Linked DNA regions of Mus musculus: regions 2 and 3 are each linked to region 1. Evidence: chromatin contacts called from public Hi-C data. All regions are on one chromosome and are shown on one strand. Each heading gives the region's core, a stretch centred on a gene start, on an enhancer-like site or on the middle of the called end of the contact. The rest is flanking DNA. Distances are from core to core; before and after follow the strand shown. Region 1 overlaps Kcnk9 (potassium channel, subfamily K, member 9). Region 2 has its middle 50 kb from the start of Col22a1. Region 3 overlaps Trappc9 (trafficking protein particle complex 9).

What was found. A called contact is a pair of places that touch in the nucleus more often than the background predicts.
Region 2: a contact with region 1 is called in a Hi-C map of cerebellum, with 2.6 times the contacts expected there. The contact joins two enhancer-like sites. A contact is called at or near these places in 8 of 39 promoter capture datasets (the 3T3-L1 cell line, the C10 cell line, the HPC-7 cell line and 4 more), 10 of 15 datasets of contacts at CTCF or cohesin (the NIH/3T3 cell line, embryonic stem cells, hippocampal excitatory neurons and 4 more), 133 of 484 Hi-C or Micro-C datasets (3T3-L1-derived adipocytes, the AML12 cell line, the AtT-20 cell line and 63 more), 14 of 115 datasets of contacts at active chromatin or transcription factors (PVALB interneurons, astrocytes, a beta-TC-6 cell line and 8 more) and 1 of 9 other capture datasets (embryonic stem cells).
Region 3: a contact with region 1 is called in a Hi-C map of cerebral cortex, with 3 times the contacts expected there. The contact joins two enhancer-like sites. A contact is called at or near these places in 2 of 484 Hi-C or Micro-C datasets (cerebral cortex and forebrain).

The regions. Positions count from the first base shown.
Region 1 is chr15:72,526,965-72,530,214 of GRCm38.p6, reverse strand. All of the region lies in intron 1 of Kcnk9 (potassium channel, subfamily K, member 9), which reads left to right. Among named protein-coding and RNA genes, the nearest start is that of Kcnk9, 19 kb to the left of the region's middle. Within about 2 kb of position 1,449, at least 22 of the 459 cell types and tissues checked have an H3K27ac peak or open chromatin away from gene starts, as enhancers often do. A contact at or near this core is called in cerebellar granule neurons, cerebellum, cerebral cortex and 2 more, where this site is marked.
Region 2 is chr15:72,082,259-72,085,508 of GRCm38.p6, reverse strand. It overlaps a transcript of Col22a1 not described here. Among named protein-coding and RNA genes, the nearest start is that of Col22a1, 50 kb to the right of the region's middle. Within about 2 kb of position 1,683, at least 10 of the 459 cell types and tissues checked have an H3K27ac peak or open chromatin away from gene starts, as enhancers often do. A contact at or near this core is called in cerebellar granule neurons, cerebellum, cortical neurons and 1 more, where this site is marked.
Region 3 is chr15:72,905,511-72,908,760 of GRCm38.p6, reverse strand. The region is part of intron 15 of Trappc9 (trafficking protein particle complex 9); the gene reads left to right. Among named protein-coding and RNA genes, the nearest start is that of Gm31665, 65 kb to the left of the region's middle. Within about 2 kb of position 1,655, at least 15 of the 459 cell types and tissues checked have an H3K27ac peak or open chromatin away from gene starts, as enhancers often do. A contact at or near this core is called in cerebral cortex, where this site is marked.

The DNA of each region.
Region 1 (3,250 bases), core at 200-2,699:
CCCTACTATTGTCCATACTCAGTGTTTCCACCTGTAAAGTGGGTAGAAATGGCTGCTTCCCAGAGACTCTGTGAGATCTGATGAGACAGTGGATGAGGCACTTGGCTGGGGCTCTGGGTCAGAGCCAGGGAGACAGACAGTACATGGCTCTTTAGTATTCACATTATTGCCTGCAGTGGTATATGCTGCAGCTTCAAAAGTAGTGAAACAGCCATGGATGTCAGAACTATGCTTGGGGTGATGGAGGCCTTGCTTGCTGCCTCTCCTCCAGCACAGGACTGTCTCATGTCCCATCCAAGGTATGCTGTGGGACTCACAAGCCTTCAGAATTGTTACCTGCTAAATCAGGGCAATGGGAAGTTGAGCAGGAGACCATACAGGGCGCTCTATGATCTGGCCATAGAGCTCTTGGCCACAGCTAGGCTACCTGACTCTTTGACACACTAAGGGTGCAGGCATTGCAACTTTAGGCCCCTGCTTCCCACCACTGCTGTCCAATGCTGTGCATGAGTTCTTGGCTGGTCTAGGCAGAGGCACTGCCAGCAGGAAGAGAGGGTGCCAGTTCCTGCCAGTCTCAGGCACAACTCCCAGGTCCCTGTAGTCATGGGATGAGACCAGGTGCCTCAAAGGAAGAGGTTGATGGGGAAGGGTCTGTGTCTGGGAGGGTCTGGTGTTAGCAAGTGATGACACTCACTTCTTCCATACAGCTGTGACATTGTAGGGTAGTTAGTTATTAGAAAGGCCAGTAAGTGAGCAGGCAAGAGATATATGCTTTCAAGCAGGGATAAACTTTGGAAGGTGAAGCCTCAGTGTGGGGGAGCTTAGTTCAAGCTATAGTAACAAGCTTATAAATAACAGCAGTTTATTTACTGCAATTCTGGAGCCTAGAAGGCCGAGGCCAAGAGCAGACAAGTTAGAGACAAAGACAGAGTTGACATCTCACCTCCCAAAGGCACTATAAGCAAGACCAAGGCTGCCTTCTGTCTGCCAGGTGATGTTTTGAACCTGCGCTGGGTGGATAATTATGTCTTCAAACCTAAGTGCCTAGGAAGACTTGCTGGCCTCATCCTAGTCTGAACGGACTTAGCTAGTGGTGAGTGGGTTAGACTGGGATTTGTTAGACATAGCATTGTGGAGACCCTAAAGATGAGGAGGATCCATATGCTACAGTTCAAATCCCTTCCCAGTGTCATGTCCCTTACAATGCAGGGGGCTCGCCAGTCCCTGGACTCACCAAGCTTTTTCTCCACTCTTGCTCCCTTTCAGTGGCACTTGAGACCCCACAGGCCCCTCTCTGTCTGTGTGCCAGCTGTGGGCAATGGGACTCTTGCATGGAGTATTCAGAGTCTGGGGCCTCCCCTGTCCCACACCCTTCTGTCCTCCTTCCTTAGAGACAGTCCTCAGACCCAGGGCGTTGCCATGGGGATTGTGAGCTGGAGTCTATTTTGAGATCATGTTAGAGTGTGATTTTTAGTTCTGTCTGGGCTGCCTGTTGGTTTCACTTCTTGTCCAATGACTAGCTAGAGAGTTTGGAATGGTTTTGCTACAGACATACTACTCCTTGATGTGACAGACAGGTGATTATCATCCAGTCTGACCAGTCTGCACCTGCTAGTGGTCCACACATGTCCCTGTGACCAGGGGACAGTAAGGTAGCGGACACCTTCCTGCAGGAGATGTTCTCAGCCAAGATTCAGCACTCCTAGCTGCTCACTCAGCTGACTGCTGCTGGCTGGTCCTGTCTACAGATGGCAAGGGAACAGTAGATGCCCCAGTAGAGAGGGGGGAGGGGCCCTTTAGCAGAGAGATTAGCATGGTGAAGGCCAGAAATGGAGGTGCTGGTGACATCTGAGATTAGGGGTTAGTTCGGAGGAAGCAAGGAGGAGTGGGTTCGCAGCTGGAGGTTGCTATGCTCTAACTGCAGACCCCTCCCATCTCCTATTGGCATTTATTATCCGCTCAGCTCACTCCTAGGCACTAGGTGAGGCTAATTCACCTATACCCAGGGACCATCTCCAACCTCCTTTGCCATCCTCATGAAAAGTATGACACAGAGAAGCTTAGGGGTGGGGGTGGGGCTGAGGACAAAGCAGAGTTCTGATTCCCACTTTATTTGCCCACCTTTCCCCCTTCCTGGTTCCATTCTGTAGATGGGCAAACTGAGACTCAAAGGGTTCCAGGGACTTTTCCCAGGTTCCATGTCATTGATTTATCTTTCACTTGCTGTAGGCACAGTTCTTTCTCTGAACGCTGTCCTCTCCTCAGGAAAGCCCCTCCTTGGTGACCCAGGGTGGCTACTCTCACTAGCAGAGCCTTGAGATGTGGGGTGTGAGAGGGGATGTTTCTCTAGCTACAAGTGAGCTATTGGGGAGAGCTATTTGCTGCATTTACTTACATTCTAGCCTATGTAGCCTTTTCTCCAGAAATTTCTCTTTGAATTTACTTACATGAGAATGTGTGGGGAATTGTCATAGGATATTTTTTTTTTAAATATAGATGATCACAAAGTCCCCAACACAGGATTGGGCATCTCTTGATTGAGTGCTCTGTCCCTCCCAAGGCCATGACATCCTTGGTATTCTCTCACCTGGATCTGCTAGGAGTCACCAAACCCTATGCTTCATTTGTCCCCCCAACCCAGCTCAGGGCTTGGGAAATCTGCAGAGTCAGGTTTGAGTGGGGGAGAGCCAGCCAGCCTTGTGTCTGGGCGGTGAGAGGCTATTTTGGGAGCAAGTCAGGGAAAGAGTGCTCTGTTTTGTTTGCTCCTCGTGACTACCAGAGGTGGTGGAGCCCTGCACTCCTGTCCTGGACAACTAGTGAGCTCCAAGCCAGGGATTGAGTGGGGAAGGAGATGGACTGGTATACTGCATGACAGCTAGAGGCCACATGAGTCTAACCCCCACCTTTTATCACTGTCAGCTTGCTCACCAGCAGTATCTGAGAGAGGAGAATAGAAGAGGGGAAGAAACTCTCTCTGATCCTGACATAGTAGGCTCATTCCTAGGTCTTCCACCTGACTCCACTCACCTCCCTGGCCATTCCCAGAAAACCTTTGTCCCACCTATTTGCTTACTCATTTTCTCTCTTACATTCATTTGCCCATTTAAACTATTTGGCTAATCATCTCTCTATCTACCCATCTGCCCATCTATCCTCCATCCACATTCCCATTATCTAGGTACTAATCCACCTTCCACCAACATTCCATGTGAAAATCCACTCATCTCTTCATTATCCACTCCCCATCTAT
Region 2 (3,250 bases), core at 434-2,933, 440 kb after region 1:
TGGATGCTCATCTTGGAAGATACCACTGCAGTTTGACACCTTCTCAGCCATGAACTTGGAATATACCTCTTAAACACTCTGTGTTCCTGCTCCCTCTGTCGTTGCGTTTTATGTTATCATTACATAATTCCTGAGCCTTCATACTTTAGTGAAGGTGGCTATTTAGTTCATAGTTCTGTATACTCAAAAGTCATAGGTAGAGTAGATTCATAGTAGATTACTCTGTAATGAGGGACCCTTCATTGGATCATGATTTGAGAGACGGAAAGGGAAGCCACCATGTGCAGAAGGGCCTGCTGTGTAGGAGGGCTAACTTTATAAAAATCAGTTGGGAAAACACATTGCTAATCCCTTCCAGATCATGCCTACTATGTCACAACTTCACCAGCTCTCATCGCCTCAGTCTTAGACACACAATCAAGAAGATCAAGCCTATGGCTGCCACATGAGCCCTCAGAGATCAAAGCAAATGGGGGCCATCACAGATGCTTGCCTCATTGACCTCCTATAAGAGAAAGAGGAAAGGGAGATGATACAGGCCAATCGTGTGCTCAGAACAATGCCGGACAATTCAGTGTTCAGGGTCCAGCAGCTGCCATAATTAATGAGTATTTACTTGTTCTCAGTGTCTACTTATAAACAAACCTGAGGTTTGTATCCGATGCCTTTAAAACTATGGACTCAGCTTGAGGGTCAACTGCACTGTCTATGGTTGGTCTTTCTTGACTGCCCTCAGCCTTTTCCTACAGGCCCCTGGATTCTGAGCCTTTACTAATGTCCTGAGGATATCACTAACACCTCTCCTTCCACCCTACTGTTTCTGACTCCTGTGCAGCTCTGTACTTAGATGCTTGTCTTAGCTCTAAGCTACTACCTTCACCTGTGGTCCTTATTCCTGCCCATTTGTTCCTCCCTCCCACCACCAACATAATTTCCTTTAGGTTCAGGTACCCTGTGGTTATGGCATGAGCCTTTTCAACCCAGATTAGTGGTGCATTGGGCCACCACTCTATATAATGCATCATAGCCCAGCAACTAAGTTCCCTGCTACCTATTCATAGGTAGCTTCCCAGTCTCACTTGCACAGTGAGGCCTCTGGAGGAGCCCCACTGCATATCAGGTACCCTTCTATCCTTTCTCTATGCCTCCTGGTCTCTGTGATGGTTCCACCTCCTTATAGCCAACATATCACCCACCACCTACACCAAGCACCAATTATAAAGCAGTTATCAATAATAGTTAGCAATCAATCAACAGCTAAGCACACAGTCAGTGCTATTCCGGCTTTATGTGGACGAATCTACCAGGACAGTCTTAGGTACCATTATCCCTCTCATCTTATATATTAAGTTGCAGTCAGAGGCCGAGCTGTGGGCCTCTGGCAATGGGATGAAGACCATCCTCTCTCCTAAGTCTCACACTTCTGTGTCCTTTACATCTGAATTTACAGACACTAAAGTCAGCTTCCCAAGCAAATACAAGCTGTTTTCCCAGCTAAAACTGTCTCTAAGCAAGATGACAGTCATCCTTCATTATCTTCATTCTGCCTTCCTGGCCAGCCTCAGACACTGCGGCTGATGCCTGTTTTCATTCCAGAAAGTTCCTCCCCAGGTGATCCCTGCACAGGCTCAGTATTGCCACACTGCAGGGGTGAGCGGAGCACATAGGAAGTTCTTTGCTGCCCCCTGCTGTTCAGCATGAGCTATGAGGGGGGAAAGAACCTGACAGATTGTCTTCCTCCCCCAAATGTCGGTCTCAGTTTCCATGGATCTTGTTTTGCAGAGGTCTCTCTTAATGCAGTTTAGTTTAGTGTAGCATTTTCCAGACTTGATTTCCATCTCCTCGTGGCAGATGCTTAAGCGAGTCCCCCAGCTAACCCAGGTTGTAGCCCAGCATAGGGAAAGTACACTCAACAAAAAGCCCAAACAGGGATCTGATAGATGCCAACTCTCTCCTCATATGAGACTGGCCACCGAAAATGTCATTTTCTAAACATCTCTCCATATTAAAGACGGATTAAATCAACACTTCACTGTGCTGTTTAAGAACTGCTGGGCTGTTGTGATCATAAAAAGATAAAGAAATAATAAGATATGTTCTATGGGGGTGTGGTGAGGTGTGGGAGAAAGGGGTGCCTTAGCCAGCCCATGCCAAGGCATTCTTCCCCCTGAGAGACCAGCCACACTATGGTATAGCATAGAATAGAGTTTATTTAGGACATGGGGAGGGGAGTTAAGAGAGTAGTAGAGGCAGAGAGAAGGAAAGAGAAGTAGAGGCCAGCCATGACCACGGGGAGAGAGGGGGGAAGGGAATGGAGAGGGGGGGAACAAGGGGGCAAGAGGCAAGAGAGTAAGAGAACAAGAGAGAGAGGAGGGGGCAAACAGACACTCTTAGAGTGGGCCAGACCTACCTGGCTGTTGCCAGGTAACTGTGGGGTGGAGCTTAGACAGAATCCCAACATGGGCCACTGGTTTGTCCTCTGTTTCAGCTGGAGAGAAAAAAAAGGGCCAAATGTTAAGGAGGGCACCAAGCAACACAAAGAAAGGAAAGGAAACCACAAATATCCCTGTGTTAACATCCTTTCACTTGAGAAGTGGCTCACCTGTGAAGTCTTCATTGTTGGTAGAAGAGCTGATGCTCAAAGTGCTAGACACTGGTTGGGGAAGGGATCAAATCCCCAAAGGAAGAGAAGCCTAGTGAATAAAGGATGGACAGTAAATGCAGACCAAAGAAGGCTCCTGCACTTGTCTTCATGGTCCCCTGACCTGGAGGTGCCTGGCGGCACCTGGCGGCAGGTGTGCCTGACAACTTAACTCCCGCAGCCAGTCCCAGAGACCCAGGTTAAATGACGAATAAACAAAAACAAAAACAAAAAAACAAAACCCCTCACCTCCAGCAAAGCTGTTGGCACCTGGAAATGGAGATGAAAGATGATCTGCATTCAAGGACCTCACGACTGTCTCTTTGAACTCCAGAACTATCTCTCATTTCAGCATTGAGGTTGCCTCCCACACATCAGTACCAGGAGCAGAATCCAGGCCCCAGATCCAGGATCCAGCTCTCTGCTGCTCTCTGGTTCCTCATTCTTTCTCTTGCTTTCTTTCTCTCCTCCCAACTTCCCTCTTCCTCCCCCCTCCCTCCGCTCCCCTTCTCTGTGTGTTGTTTTTAGATTATTTATTCAATAGTGCATAGTAACTGTACAACAGTATGAGTCTAACATTTCCATAATGCTCACTGGTCATCTCATCTC
Region 3 (3,250 bases), core at 406-2,905, 380 kb before region 1:
TGATGAATGACAAACACCCCAGTCTCCATCCCAGGGGCTTAGAAAGTTATTTTCCAACCGGAATTTAAACCAAAGAACAAAGTCAACCTTCCCACATGCTGGCCGAACAGGGGGCCTAGTAATGTACGTACTTCATAGGTTATTAAACAGACCTCTGGGGCAAATGTGGTGGGTGGCACGAAGCTGTCTACATCAGCAGAGATGCTCTCCTACGAGCCCCAGGGAGGCAGGGACAGGCTGACCTTTCCCATGGCTACGCTGCGGCGCTGTGAAATGACTGTCTGTGAGTCAGAAGGCAGGTAGGTGGCAGGGCTAAATATAACGATGGGCAGGCAGTCCAGCACATTAGCTTTGTTCCTTTGGAGCAAAAGCAGACAGCCCACTGAATACAAAACAAAAGCAACACTCAATGGCCAACACAACCCAAAAGCAATCATAGGTCAGGATTAAAATCTAAGATACCCCCCCCCCCCGTTTCAGTTCAAATATGGAAAAAAAAAAGTTGGCAGAAGAGAATAAACATCTGTTCAAAGTCACCAGTGAACCACTCAAGGCCTAGATGGGATGGTCAGACTGTGAAGAGGCTAGGGCTGCAGGCCCAGAGTCTCTCGTCCCTGGAGGCCTTCTATAAGGGGCTAAGGGGGCAGAGAAGAGAAGGCACCAAGGAAGTTAACACTGGCTGGGGAGAAGGCAGCAGCCCACCCTGTTTGTATAAAACACAAGGCAGAGAAAGGGGCAACAAGTATGAAAGCAGCAATGAGGTTGCCATGGGGACCCAGCTAGGGAATGGGCAACTTAGGAGTCAGAGCTCCCCTGTCTCCCCAAAGGACCAAAAGCCCACAGGACCGGGAACTGGGTAGAGGTTGTGTCTGGTCCCTGAAGGCAGATGGCCGATGAGAACATCTTCACAAAGGCAGCGTGGGTCAAGGTAGAAAAGTTCTCATGGAGCCCTGGGTGTGTGGGGGGGAACCCCTGTTTCTGATGACAAAGGGGGACAGCAGGGCTTTTCAAAGGAGACCAAGGAATAGCTCTCGAGGCTGAGGGGGCAAGGGCTGAGTGAGGAAGGGACACCCAGGTAGGCGGCAGGTAGGCAGAACCTGGGAATTCAGAGACAAGGATCCTGGACTTGCCCTCTCAAGCACAGTAGGGCGACATGCATTCAGACAGATTCTCAGGGGGCTTGTGCTGGCACAGGGGCATGTCGACAGCAGGACCGGTGTGATCTCCTGGTCACAAATGAAGACCCTGTGAGAACAGGCAGGAAGTAACTGAATTGCATGCCAGGCGAGTGTGTTGGGCACTGTTAAATATTCTCTCCGTCCTTATGTTTTCTAAACCAAGGAAAAGCCAAGTTTCAACAAAATCTCAGGCTTTCTTTTAAAAAAAAATCAAAACCAAAACACATGTTTGTGGTAATACTGAGGCATCTAGGAATTCCAAAGACAGAAAGAGATATACCCCTGTGTTAAGACTGCAAGCAAGCTGCCTTCAGCTTCCGGGTGCTTTGGGATGAGTCACACCACTCTTTAAAAAAATAAGACTGAGAACTCCAAAAATCCATATTTATTCTCACAAGAGAACAGCAGACCAGGGCAGGGATGCTGAACAGCTCTTCCGATCTCAGAGGACAGCGTTAGGGGAGCGGGCAGGTCATGGGAGAGAACACAGCCGACTGCAGAGCAGCGGCCCACTGATAAAAGTAATCCCAGGCCACAGTGGCAACCCCTGCTTTAGCTGTCAGCAAACTGTGAAGCGGTACACCGTCAGATGTGATTCACACATAGCCCTGGACTCTGGATGAACAACCGTGTTGATGCCTCTGCCCTTAGCAGCCTGCTCCCAGGGTGTTCATCAGAAAGGTGGCAAGAAGCGTACCCACCCGTGGGAAGCAGAGCGGGATCTCATCAGAGCTTAGCAAGCCACTGGTGTCTCTGCTGAACCCCAGGCTGCGAGCATAGGGCCATTCAGTGACAGTACACAGGGAAAAGGAGGAAGAGCAAGCTTACCTGTGGCCACATCTACCACTCTGCACTAGTGGCCTCCCCAGAGAACTCTGCATGTCTCACTCCAGGGCAGCTACAAACTACCTTCCTTCTATGGTTTTGTTGTAGCATCAAGAAAAATCATCACTTTTTTGATTGACATCTTATTCCATAAGAAATGATTTAATAGCAGCTTGATATGTAATCATATATATGTGTGTGTGTTTGTGGGTATACACACACACATATATATATATATATAAAGCCTGGAACTAATCTATCCTCTTCTATGGAAAGAAGGTTACTTAACCACCTATATCAGTAGCTACTGTACCCCAAGCTACAACTTTTCTGGGAACCCCAGAGCACTCTATGTGTTCAGGCAGACAATGGGAAGCCTCCAGACACTGGAAAGGGCAGAAGGCCTTAGGTCTGGTGCCATCACTGTGTGCACCTGTGGAGGGAGAGAAGTGTCCGGATGAGGCTGTCCATGGAGGCTGGGGACCGTGCTGCTCCAATTCCACTGTCACCATAGACATATTTTTACTTTCCTAAACACACTGCGGAGTTTCTGAATGAACAAACATGCTTTCTCTACGGAAATTAAGGATGAGTGTTGGCTCATCGTTTTAGCCAACTGCTTCTACTGCTCTGGTTTTCTTGAGCATATTTTATGATAACCAGATGGGCTCTTTTGGCATCCATGGATTTTATGAATACATGAGAAGGCATCTTTGAAAAATATTCTACCTGGAACAGCCTACGCTGACAGACTCCCACGAGACACCCTTTGCTTTCTTTTACCTTTGCAAGTGTATTTTATTTTAGTTACATTCTATTCAAGTTTATTTTAGGTATCTGTTACCATACACACACACACACACACACACACACACACACACACACACATACACACAATCTCCTTGTTCGTTCATATCTTTTTCTTTCTTTCTAGAAGCACGTTAAAAAAAAAAAAACATAGCCTGTCACTAGGGTTGGTTGCTAAGCCATTTGTAAGCCCTAACCATAGGTTTGGTAGTGTTTTGATATATATATATATATATATAGTTTGGACCTCTGGGGATGCTGGTGAGCTCAGGATGTTGCTTTTGTGTCAGGGTGGCCGGTGGTTCCAAGTTTGTGTTTTAGCTATGTGTTGATGGGCCGTGTAATACTGAAGAAGTCACCTCATTGGAACCTTGGCTCTCTCATGCGTACAATCACTATGGCAATGCCCACTTTACAGGGAGTGTGGAACGAGTTGGATG